2 separate regions of the Mus musculus genome follow, and region 1 is linked to region 2. Evidence: chromatin contacts called from public Hi-C data. All regions are on one chromosome and are shown on one strand. The core of a region is the stretch at or near the end of the contact, and the rest is flanking DNA. Distances in the headings are between cores, read along the strand shown. Region 1 overlaps Lcp2 (lymphocyte cytosolic protein 2). Region 2 overlaps Gm36395 (a long non-coding RNA gene).

Region 1 (6,605 bases), core at 1,683-4,182, 140 kb after region 2:
CAAGAGCACCAGGAGAGCTGTAGTCAGCTGTTTTGGTTGCTATTTATTAGTTTACTGACCCAGGGGATGCTGCATGCTTAGGCCACAGTCTCATGTCAAGAGGATGTTCTCTTAGGAGGATACGCTTTCTAAAATGTTCAGATGTCAAAATTGCCCTTTGCGGTGGCGCGTTCAGTTGATGAAACACTACGGACTTTTCCCACAATTTACTCATGGTTCCAGCTGCCTTGATTCTAGCTACCCTTACATAGAGGTATTCTTTAATTCATCCCTAAAACTTAGTTACAATTTATTGAACATCTAGGATGGGGCAGGTGCTTTGCATCCTTAGGCCAAGCCAGTGAAGGGTGTGTTATCTCCACCTCTCAGACGATGAAGGGTCAGAGAGGTCAAATAGTATGCTCTGTCTTGTATAGGTGGGTTAAGACTTGAACCCATGTCTTTCTGACTTTTGCACTGAGGTGGTGGCCTTTGAACTTGCTGTAGACAAGGTGTATCTAGGCAAGAGGTACCTAAACGGAGTAAACACAGAATCCATATCTAGGCTCCATACCTTCTCCTCTTCAGTGGGACTCTGAACAAGGCCTTTGCCCTTTCTTGGCCTCAGTAGTCTCCTTGGTTGGCAAAATGACTTTGAGATCTTGGATTGGATTGGAAGCTGCAGCTCGTTGTCGTATCTCTGACTCCCAATCTAACTCTGCTGAGTCATGCATTTGCAGTTCACTGTAGAGAGCTGTACACATCATATAAAGAGAAAGGTAGACGAGACCCAGACTCGAACCCTGCTCTCTAAGCCAGGGCATCAGGAAAGTGGGATACAGATGTGACGACTTCACAGTCATCTGTATACACAACTCACTCTCTTAAAGAGTCACCTTTTGCGATGTCTGTAGACATTTTAGAGATGATGTTTCCTGATGATCCATGTTTGAACTTTGAGTTACATCCTTGTTAATGAAGCTGTGGAATGACTAACGTCTTCCACTAATGCTTAGCCTATAACCATCAAGCTCCTAACGTGGCCAGAGTGTAGGCATATCACAAGATCGCTGTTTAGTTGGTTGATTTGTTTCTTATGAATCAAATATTTTCTGAAAATGGAAAGCCTCCTTTGTCCAAAGACTATTCATTTGTTTTTGGAGTGTCCCTTTAAATAAGATGTTTAATCGCTAACTCTAAATATTTATGAAACTCCTTTTGTGCCCCAAGAATGCTTTTCCCTTGGCTAGTGAGTTATTCAAAGTAGGCAAGCTCCTCAGACCTTCCTGGGTCAAACATGAACTCAGCCCTTGTGGGATTCTGTGAATCTGTGATTCCAGATGGACACTGTCAGCATGTACCTTAGGGTAGTAAGTATGGGGAGGGGGTAGGAAAGAAAGAGGAGCTAGCCAGCATCTGTCAACCCACACCCATCCTGTCCTTGACCTTGCATATAAGTTATCATCTGACCCTTATGGCAAACCTACACTGACTTCACAGCCAAGGTACCTGAGATCCAACATGCTCAGGTATTAGCAGACCTGCTTCCAGATCTACTGGAACCTTAATTATAATGTTGAAGGGCCCTTGGGTATAAATACTTGGCTTCAATACCATCTGTTCTCAAAGATATCAAAGCAAGTGAGCAAACAAAATTCATTGCCACCACCATAGCCACCATGAGGACCACAATCATGACCATGACCACCACCACCACCACAATGACCAGTACCATAACCATGAACACAACCACCACCACCACTACCACCATCATCACCACCACCACCTCCACCACTAACACCATTAACACCTTGGTGACTACAACCACAGCCATGACCACCACCACCAAGATGACCAGTACCACAACCACAACCATGACCACTACCACCTTGACTACCACCACAACCACTTCCACCACCACTAAAGTAGTTTTGGCACACCAAGACAATCTCCAAAAGCCCTTGTATGGAAGTCTTTACATAATATCAAGTGTACCACAGGATTTAGGGCAAAATTTCACCTTCATTACACACTGGTTTACTTCAAAATTCAAACTAGGCCAGACAGCAGATGCTTAAGCCAATGAGAAAGACATAGAATCTCAAGAAGATATTCACCCATTTGATGCTCAGCCAAGCCGCATGTTGAAAAGAAGCTCAGATCCCACAATCCTATTAGCATGTGCACAGCTGTGTGAGTTTGGCAAGCCAGGTGTTCCTCAAAAGACCTTTCAGATCTGAAGCCCCTGCTTAAAGTCAGACTTCCCCTAGAGACACAGACACGGTTTTCATCAGAATCTGTTTTTCAGCCCTAACCTCATGCCTGTTCCAAATTTAATGTTCTGTTCAACCTTGTTTACAGGAAAGAAACCACCATTTTCTGATAAGGTAGGCTGCTTTTCTGGTTTGTTTATGATTTTAGTCTTTGTTTGTTTTGCTTTTATCTTGTCCTGACTCTTTGGAAAGTGTCTGATCCTCACGTGTCTTCCTTGTTGTCTTGCAGCCCTCAGCCCCATTGGGGAGGTAAGTGTCTGTCATACTGTACCAAGTCCAGAATTCTGCTGCAGATCTCTGCCCAATGAAAGTGGCTTTTATATATATATATCTCCTCTCTCTTCCCACTCAGGGAACATTTACCCAAGATACAAAAGCCTCCTTTGCCACCAGCCATGGACAGACACGAAAGAAATGAAAGACTCGGACCCGTGACAACGAGGAAGCCACCAGTTCCAAGGTGACTGTCCTGTGCTGCCTGAGTCGGGCCTTTGAACTCCAATACTTGAGAGGTTGAGGGCTCCTTTCCTTGCTGGTTGGATGAAAGCTACTGAGGTCTGTCAAGAGAATGGGAATGTAGCTGAGGAGGGGGCGAGTAGCAGCACTTAATGGGGAGGGCTGTGTGGTTGCTGTCGGAGTCCTTGTCTGAACCAGACTTGGTTTTGTTGGACTTCCTGCCTTGTCAGACTGAAGCCTGAACAGCTCATAGGAACTGCACCTGCAGCTTTATTTTGTAAGGGAGCAGGGGTGTGGGGTGGGGGTGGGGGTGCGCTGGTTCTAGGCCTGCATTAGCTGCTTTCTTACTGCTCAACCATTTTTACAACGACAGGAGACGGAGCTCAGTTCTAGCAGCTTTACCTGTGCTATAAAATCATGTATGGTCTATTTACCAAACGGCACAAGTGCACTTGGGTTCTGGGCCAGCCCTGCTACTTGGAGGGGAGCAGTGAGTTTCATTATCTCCTCTGTCTATAAAGGTTCATAACCATCGCCCTGGTTTGGCTGTTGTGAGGATTCAGTCAAGACTAAGGGCCACAGTGTGCCAAGAAAATCCCCAGTCTTTGACTTTCATAGCATTTTAATGGATTATTTAACAAAATCAGAGCACATAAAAAACAATTTAATGGCCAAAATACCAAAATTTTCAATAAAACAGGGCAAGAACTGATGGACGACATAAGAAACATCTGACATTAGCTACTCAACAAATCATTCTTCCTCCCTCCCTCCCTCCTTCCCTCCCCCTTCTTCTCTCCCTCCCTCTATCCACCCATCCATCCTTGCCTCCCTCCATCCCTCTCCTTTCCTCCCTCCCTTCCTCCCTTCTTCTCTCCCTCCCTCTATCCACCCACCCATCCTTGCCTCCCTCCCTCTCTCCTTTCTTTTTTCCCTATCCCTCCCTATCCCTCCCTCCCTCCCTCCTTCCCTCCCTCCCTCCATCTCTTCCTCCTATCACTCCCCTCCTTCCCTCCTTCTCTCCCTCCCCTCTTTACCTCTCTCCCAGGAAGTACAGATGCCTCTCCCAACGCTTAGACAGCTATTGTCAAAGCTGTTGGACTGGCCCATCTGTGCCAATGACACCAAGGCCCTATTGGCAAAGCCCGGAGCAGGGACCTTTGCCAACTGTTTTCTTAATACTTGAAGGGCAAGCCCTGTGGTGGCTGGTTTGAAACCTCAGCAAAGAAGAATATTACTGAAAATGTTTTTATTTGCTTGGAAAAACATCTACTCAGTGAAATTTAATAGCTCCTAAAAGCTGACTAAACATATATACGTGTATAATTGTGTAATTATTTGCTATAGTAGCGCTATAGAACAAAGGTTTGCCTAGCTCAGCTTGCAAAGATAACAGGGCATCCAGTGGCCACATTTCCCTTCTCTCCCAACCCCAGCATTTCTGCTGGCACTGGCAACTTCCCCTTTGGCCACGGCTCAGTAGGTTTTATTTCTCCTTATGCGATTTACTGAAATTATATTCTGGGGCTGGCTCTTTGAAACTCTTGATGCTCACATCTCTGCTCTAATTCATTTCAGGCATGGAAGGGGACCAGACAGAAGAGAGAATGTAAGTGTGAAATGTCATTTAATAAATGCTTGGCACAGGGACAGCCAGTGTAGGCTCTGGGGAGGTGGGACTGCATCTGCCTTGCCCTTGTCTGAAGTTAGGTAATGAGAGCAAGACCTACAAAGAGTATCTTAAATGCCAGCCTCTGCATCTTGTTACTTAGAGTTCATCAAGCTGAATTGCCTAGCCCCTGGCTCTCTGAGAGGTCCCAGGGTGGCTGGCTTCTTGCAGCCTCATCCCCAAGGGTAATTTGCAAGAAGAGTGAGGATCAGGAATAGAGGGAAGGGTCGGGAAGATGCTATGATTTTAGTGGCCCTGCACGACATCACTCTTTCTCTTTTTGTGTGAGCACTGTAACGGTCCTTGAATGTTGCAGAGAACATGGACTAGGGTTGCTCCACTTTTGTTCCAGTCCCAGGGATGTCTAAGGAAGATGGGAGGGGATGGCTATGAGCATTCCCAAACCATCAGGGCAGCAACTTGCTACAGAGACATAGTGACAGAGTGAAAGACAGACACTGAGGCTGACATCACATCCCTGAGGCACTGAGTCTCTGAGAGATTAATTCTCCTGAGAATCTAGGGTTGTGCCTTCCTCAGCCAGGGGGGACATGGCCTCCATGCAGGAGAGCAGTGACACTTTGTTTATTTGTGTGGCCCTCTGCTGACTTTCAGTATTTCAGGATGAGAGATTGTGATTGGTGTAGAACTGATGGTAGAAAGCTTTATTAAGCAGTACTTAACTAATGCCAGGGCACAGTAACTAACTTTATCCTTATAAAGGTACCAATTCATGACCACTGGGCTGCTCTAACTAACCAGTTCATGGTCCTTTGATTTTTTCTAGTCACTGGCAGGGCTTCTGTGTCTCTTTGAACCTCATTTCTTATTAGAGAAAGGGGGTGGCCTTTCTCTTGTCTGTCTCACAAAGTGACTCTGCAGTTGAAATAGTAAGGAATAAAATAGTAGTTACACCTTGTAAACTTCGCTATGAATAAATGAGGGACAGATATTGCAAAGGAGAGGCAGGAAAAGGGCTGGAGCTTTGGACCAGGCAGGTGTGAGGGTGTGTGAAGCCTTTCCTGTCTCCATGGTAAATGCGCTGAAGCACGAGTATCATTTCTATTGCAAATCGTGTTCCAGTCTTAGATCAACTGAAGAGAATTGACCGAAATATCAGTAACCTCATGAGGCTTGTAAATGCTGTTATATCCAAGTCCTTTAGGAGCCTCAGAATCAGTCCAGCTGAGCATTTGAGAGGAATCTCCGAATCGAATGTCTTTGGATGATTATGGACATTAGAAAAACCATAAACCACTTAGCACATTCTAACTAGATTATGAAGAGGGGAAGCTCTAGAAAATTCTCCACAACCTATTTATTATGAAAAACTATAACTGTTAAAGAAAGAGCCAGGCACAGTATTTGACTGAGAAGTGTCTTCTTAGAAATTGGATTGCAACACTAAGTTAATCTATTTCGATGTTTTTTCTTTGCAGGATGAAGATGATGGTATGTCTCCAGATCTTTATCACAAGCCATTCTCCTTCTTAAAACACCAATTCTCTCACTTTTCTGACCCTCTGTTTAAATAGAATCATTGAGTATGGAACACCACATGTCAACTAACATAAACAGACATAAACCTCATGGCTTTAGTAAAAGGAAATTACTTGGTTGGTTTACCAAGGAGAACTTAAGTTTATGTGTGATAATCCAGAGTACCTAACTTCACAGAAACTTGCATATATGTCTTGATAGAAAATTTTCTCATATTTATACCCTCTAACATTTGTGGATACAGAATCAGAAACTGCAAATGAACAACATAGCATTCAGTTTGGGCATTAAAAAAAATAAAAAATGTAAATAATCTCTAAAATATACAAGGTTTCCCATTAATGATTTTCTGCCAAAGAAGCAGTTCAAAATAAAATTAAATTCTCAACGTACAGAACAATAGCGATGTCAAGTGACTCCAAGGTGGCCAATTATCTAGACAAACCATGAAATATTTTCTTCCCCCTAGCATTTTCTGATCTGAAAATTATGCCTGATCTTTTGGATTTTGTCTCTCCCTTCATGTCAGCTGGGTTTGATTTAAGTTGGGGAGGTACTCTCAATGTCCCTGGATTTGAAGTCCGACTGCTCGTCTTTTTCTTCTCCTCCACAGTGCATCAGAGACCTTTGCCACAGCCGTCACTACCTTCCATGAGCTCCAACACATTCCCTTCGAGATCTGTCCAGCCCAGCTCCAAGAACACATTCCCATTGGCCCACATGCCGGG
Region 2 (5,839 bases), core at 1,089-3,588:
CTTGTCCCCTGCCAGCTTGCTCCTAGGTTCTTTCCCCTGAGTGATGGGGGCTGAGCAGCCCAAGGCCTGGGATGAGCATTGCGAGGTCTCAAGGCCCCAGACAGCAGGGCCTAGGGAGTGAGTCTCCACCTGAATCTGAGTGTACCTACAACCAAGCCCTGGCTAACCAAGGTGTGAGTGCTGGTGCATCCAAGTGTGATACTGCCAGTCTAGGAGATGCAGTGGTGGCCAGGGTGGCTCAGGTTACAACGCAGATCCTCCTCTTACTGCCCATGCGACCTTGACTGCCTCAGTAACCAGGTTGAGATGGAACGGGTGAAGATTGCTGGGTGCCTCAAACAGTGTCTTCTGCCATGTTCCTCTTGTTTCCGCAGCTTGGAAGGTCCACCCACTCCAGTAATCTCTCTTTCCACCCACAGGGCCTGCAGCCTGTGACCAGAGGAGATGCCGTAGGCCCCTGAGTGAAAACACTCCTAACTGCAAATGCTCAAGGCGCATGTGTTGCTGGTGGCCTCCGGAGCTTAGGTGTTCCAGTAATGAGCCATTACAGGGCATGTAGACTGCTGCCCGTCTGGACTGTACCTCGCCTTCTTTTTATCACCCACACAGAGACCCAGAACCCACAGAATCTTTCCACTTCTTTTATCTTGCCCTTTTTCTTCGATTTTCAGTGGAGACCCTTTGACAAGGGTTGCAGGGACAGGAAGGCATTGTGCAAAACCAGAAGGCATTTAAAATATTTTTTGTTTCCAAAAAAGCCAACCAAATAGAATGAAACAAAACTATCTGCAATGCCGGGCAGTGGTGGCTAACGCCTTTCATCCCAACATTCGGGAGGCAGAGGCAGGTGGATTTCTGAGTTTGAGGCCAGCCTGGTCTACAAAGTGAGTTCCAGGACAGCCAGGGCTACACAGAGAAACCCTGTCTTGAAAACCAAAAACAAAACAAAACAAAACAAAAACAAAAAACAAAAAACAAAACAACTATCTGAAAAATTTTCCCTATAATGCTCTCTGCAGGCCGAGAGGGAAAGAAGGCCTTCACTGGGTGGGCAACCACTTGCTTTTTGTCTGGCTGCTATGAAGGGTGTATGTGTGTGTTGGGGGGTGGGGGGGAGAGAGTGACTTCAGAACATTAATGTGGTTCTGACAGGTGTTTTCTACCTGTTCTGTGTGGGTTGCTGAATAAGTCTGTTTATACTCTCAAAAATCCAGGCTACTTGACTCCTGGGGAATTATTTGACAAAGAGCATATACTCAGTAGGTGTTTGGAGGGGGAAGGGGGAGGGAAGCAGATTACAGGCTAAATTGTAGAGATTCCCTAAGGGTTAATAAACAGCTCCTACACCACACAGCCCTGCTCTAAGCCAGGCCTCAGGGGTAGGGAACTTCCATAAGCCACTCACAGCCCTTTCTCCAGCCTTCCTTCATAAGCTCTGCCCTTCCCCCTCTCCACTCTTCCTCTGGTTGATGGCCTCTGCTGGGATTTCAAGTTGACTTCATTTAACCAGGTAACATCAGCAGCTGCTGGTGCCCTTTTGTTCTTTAGAGTATCTGCTCTGTCCGTAGTCGGTCCCTGGGTTTATGTGCAGTCAGAAGCGCTTTCTCTTCCTGTACCACGGAGGAGGATAAGATCTGTGGCGCAGCAGCTCAGCAAATGAGGCAGCTTGCCTGAAGCCACACAGCTGAGCTGCTTTGTGAGTCAAGCATACGCTTGCTGGGAGGGCCAGCTCCTTAACTAGACATCACTGTGAAGAAAGTCACTGTCACCTCCCTGCTGAAGATGACGCTGGGTTTTGAGCAACAGTGTAATCTTCACCCTTAAGTCTGCAGTGGCATGGCAGGAGCCTCTCTGCAGCAGCAGGATGCAGGTAGAGTGACTCTGTGAGCTTCGCTCTGCCCTCAGGAAGCGTTGTGGTCTAGGTGGAGATGTGAGGTATAGGCCATTGTAAATTCAGGGATGCCCAGGTGGATTCTGATTCATGTTCTGTAAGTTACCAATAGTATCAGGCAGAGCTTTTTAAAATGGATTTCAAAGAAGCCCGCCTCCCTAGGGTGTTGACTTCTTTGTTAAAAATTCATTGGTCACATCCTGGAGTAACCCTCAGCTAAGTGGTCAGTTTTGCTTCCTTACTACACCATTTGCCAGGGTCTTGAGTCCTCTCCTTGAAAATCTCCAGGCTACCTTTCCTTAGTCATGAGAAGCCATTGATTATGAGATAAGCCATGTATCTACTGACGACTTCCCCAGGAAATACACATGTCAGACTTGGTATGTAGTCATGCTCGCTCACACGAGGTTATTTGATGAGCTGATAGATCACACCATCTACTGGCCAATAGCTACTGTAGCTTGGTACATGCCATGTGTTAAGTGAGGAAGAAACTGACCAGGCAAGACAGTGCAGAGGTTCCTCCATCTTGTGTTCTTGCTGAGGCCATTCCCAGTTTAACTAAAATCTGACTTCCTTGATGAAGAATCCCATAGAAAATTACCCAACTCTGTTCTAGGAACTGAGTTCCTAGCCAGCTTATCTTAACTTTTGTTAAAAAACTGCCTGTTTGTGCAGAACCTCCTCCAGCTAACCACTTATCTTAGCATCTGCTAACACTGCTTGCTTTGAACTTCTTCCTCTGTGAAGTCCCCACTCCACCCCACCCCACCCCACCCCACCCCACTCCCGCTTCTATCCTCCCTCTGCAGCTGCTGAACAAGATGCCAGAATGAGGGTTTTGCCTTAAAAAACCCCTTGGTTTGGATGCTCTCAGACCATACCTCAGCCCCTGAACACGTGGGCGTGGTCCCAGTCTTCTGGAATAAAGGCTTAATTGGCTACACATTGTGTCTGAGTGGTCATCTCTAGTGAGCTTCCTGTAACAGTTTAGAAGTCCCACTGGGATCCCAGACTGAATCCAGACATGTAGAGGCCTCTTGACCCCCACGAGTTGGGAAAAGTGCACAGGCAATGAGGACTCTTAGAGGACACCCATCCTGAGACTTTCTAGGGCCCCATGAAAATCCTTTCTGACAAAAGGCTGCCGAATGTTCCAGTGGCACCTGGATGCAGCCTCTCACAAGAGCAAATTGGATGTCATTTGTTCTGAACACCTCCAGAGGTAAGTTTGGTCTGCAGAACTTGCCTGATCAGCCTGTGTGTCCAGGCTCTGTGTGGTTTGTTGAATGAATGAATGTTTGGTGACCACCTGTGATTTGTCTGTTTGCTGTTGACTGGATCTGCATGGTCTTTGTCTCTTTAAGTCAGTCTGTCACTTGCTCTTGTGATGGGAGGGAAAGCAAGTTCAGGTGTGTGCGGACATGTTCAGAAGGGCTCCGGAATGGGGTGACTCTGGTATTTGTTTCTTCCTAGGAAAACTCTGCAGTCTGTAAATGTGAGTGGGTCCTTTCTAAGCTAAGGTGGCTATCTTAAGGATCTTTGGATCTCCAGGCAATCAGGGCAGTCTGGAACATTATGACAGGCTTTCCTGGCCATCCTGATCAGTTCCCTCATGCGGATCACTGGCTTACCCTTGTTCTCAGTCTATCTTCATGGTTGAAAACCTGTTCTCTTTCTTTAGGAGTCAGGGTGTTCTTGGTCTGGCCAGAACACTCAGAAAGGGACTACAGATTCTCCTTACTCTACTTGAAGAGATGGGTGTTCCTCTCCTTATGTTCTGACTGGACCAATGGAAAATGCTAACGGGGTCAGAAGAAATGGTTCTCTCCAGAGTGGAGGCCAAGAGGCCAACACTACTCCCTGGTGCCTTCTTTCACCTATTCATACAGAGTGGCTTTGCCTATAGGGAGGCCAGACAGATTTTGTCTGAGCTTATGAGACCATTTTCTGTTCTTCCTTTAGAGAAAGCATGGGGGCCCTGTTACAGACAAGGGGAAGGGGAGGAGGGAGGAGCTCCCCACCCCCATTCATGTTTTGTGTTTCCTTCACTACCAGTGATTTATATAACTGGAAAACTGCAAACCCTCATTTTTCAGAGAAGCCTCTGGCTCTTATCAGCCTGTTGGAAACTGTTTTTTATATACACCAGCTGACTTGGAATGATTGCCATCCTTGGACACCCTGTTTACAGCCAAGGTGTGAGACCCAATCCAGTGGGAAAGTAGGAAGTTGGCTCTGGGGCCAGGCAGTAGGACACTGCCTGACACAAAGCCCTGGGTAGAGCAAACCTTCCTATCTACCCAACCTAATTGGGTTAACAGAAGAAGTTAAGAAGTCATTGAGCACTTTTAACAAGCATTGTTGGGAGGACTCAGCCAGAATAACTCGACTCAGACAAAGCACCTATCAACATTCTGAATATCTGTCCACTATTCAAGGTCTGCCTCTTACACTAAGACCAAGCCACCAGGAAGGAAGAGCTAACCTCAAGCTACCTGCAAGAACTCAAAGCATTCTGCTCCAATATGTAGATGACTGTCTCATACCTTTGACCACTAAGGAGGAAGGTAGATGGGCAACTGGAGGCCTTTAAAATTCCCCCTAAGCCTCTCAGTACAGAGTACCAGAAAACCTACCAGATTGTCCAAGGTTAGCCAGTCAGTTGAGAGGCCTGATGGGGCTCTGTGAGGCACATCAGGTATTTACTCCCATAGATTCAGATGCCCCCCTCCCCAACCAGTGAGCCATTAATATTGCCTTTGTCAGCAGTCAGCCCCAAACATAAGGAGAAAGTTCTGGAAATTAGGGGGATTTGAAGGTATGAACAGGCCTCAACTTTTAGAAATTGCTCAGAAAGTTTATAATAACCCGGATTCAGCCCAAGACAGACAGACAGAAACTCTCCCATGTAGTAATTGGAAATGGACAAGAAAGAAAATAGGAGAAAGGAAAAGAAAACATCCAGAAAAGGACTAATGTGCCTATTGTAAGCAGAAGGGGCACCAGAAAGATAAATGTCCAAGCAGAAAAGAAAAAGAGGAAAGCCATCCAGTTCTCCAGCTACCAGCACATTGATAGGGCCCAGGCTCCCTGTGGCTCTGTCCCTGGGAGCCTACGATGATAACAAGAGTAGGGGACAAACCCATTAATTTTCTAATAGACTAGAGCTGCCCTCTTTGTCTTGATAGAACCCCTTGGATCTCTCACCTCCAGGAAGACAGTAGCAGTTAAAGGAGCAACTGGCCAAGCTACCTACTTTACATGGACAACCTCCCTGTGGTGGTTTGAGTAGGTTCAGCCCCCATTGACTCATGTGTTTGAGTGCTTGGCTCATAAGGAGCAATGCTATTAGGAGATGTGGCCTTATTGGAGGAAGATAGTCACTGTGGAGGTGAGGATTTGAGGTCTTAAATGTTCAAGCTATGTCCAGTGTGAAATCTAGTTTCTTCCTGGTTGCCTTCAATCAAGATGCAGCACTTTTGGCTCCTTCTCCAGCTCTAGGTCTGCCTGCAGGATGTCATGTTTCCCACCATGATTACACCTCTTAAAGTGTGAACCAGCCCCAATTAAATGTTTTCCTTTATAAGAGTTGTCTTGGCTATGGTATTTCTTCATAGCAATAAAACCCTACCTAAGACACTCCTACGCCATAGATACAAGGAACAGTTACTCGTTTTTTCTGGTTATGCTGGGCTGCTCATACACATTGATTGGAAGAGACTTATTACAAAAGTTCAGAGCCACCATTTCTTTTTGGAGGAACTTGGCCAGTATACCTCTGACTTATGGGAGAATATTGTTACTGAAGCAGACACGTGGGAGGATGTTTTGGTAAGAACCGACATGTGGCGTTTTCCTGAAGCAGCCTGAAGAAAGGACTTGTGATGTTTAGCTAGGGCAGAAGCTTGAGAGACTGTGTTTGGATGTTTGGAAAGGCTATAAAGA

The links. A called contact is a pair of places that touch in the nucleus more often than the background predicts.
Region 1: a Hi-C map of double positive thymocytes shows a contact between it and region 2, with 2.6 times the contacts expected there. The contact joins two enhancer-like sites. A contact is called at or near these places in 5 of 39 promoter capture datasets (the HPC-7 cell line, cranial neural crest, embryonic stem cells and 2 more), 60 of 484 Hi-C or Micro-C datasets (B cells, the Ba/F3 cell line, CD4 T cells and 34 more), 10 of 115 datasets of contacts at active chromatin or transcription factors (CD8 T cells, the SCID.adh cell line, T-cell acute lymphoblastic leukemia and 7 more) and 3 of 9 other capture datasets (adipose tissue, embryonic stem cells and liver).

What each region holds. Positions count from the first base shown.
Region 1 is chr11:34,075,904-34,082,508 of GRCm38.p6, forward strand. It overlaps Lcp2 (lymphocyte cytosolic protein 2), which reads left to right. Exons shown (of 21, transcript NM_010696.4): 11 at 2,341-2,366; 12 at 2,482-2,501; 13 at 2,605-2,712; 14 at 4,287-4,317; 15 at 5,817-5,829; 16 at 6,491-6,605. All of the region lies in intron 3 of 4930469K13Rik (RIKEN cDNA 4930469K13 gene), which reads right to left. Among named protein-coding and RNA genes, the nearest start is that of 4930469K13Rik, 19 kb to the right of the region's middle. Within about 2 kb of position 2,933, at least 22 of the 459 cell types and tissues checked have an H3K27ac peak or open chromatin away from gene starts, as enhancers often do. A contact at or near this core is called in DN2 thymocytes, the SCID.adh cell line, T-cell acute lymphoblastic leukemia and 2 more, where this site is marked.
Region 2 is chr11:33,937,388-33,943,226 of GRCm38.p6, forward strand. Gm36395 (a long non-coding RNA gene) reads left to right here. Exons shown (of 2, transcript XR_381158.3): 2 at 420-568. It also overlaps a transcript of Kcnip1 not described here. Among named protein-coding and RNA genes, the nearest start is that of Gm36395, 8.2 kb to the left of the region's middle. Within about 2 kb of position 2,339, at least 83 of the 459 cell types and tissues checked have an H3K27ac peak or open chromatin away from gene starts, as enhancers often do. A contact at or near this core is called in DN2 thymocytes, the SCID.adh cell line, T-cell acute lymphoblastic leukemia and 2 more, where this site is marked.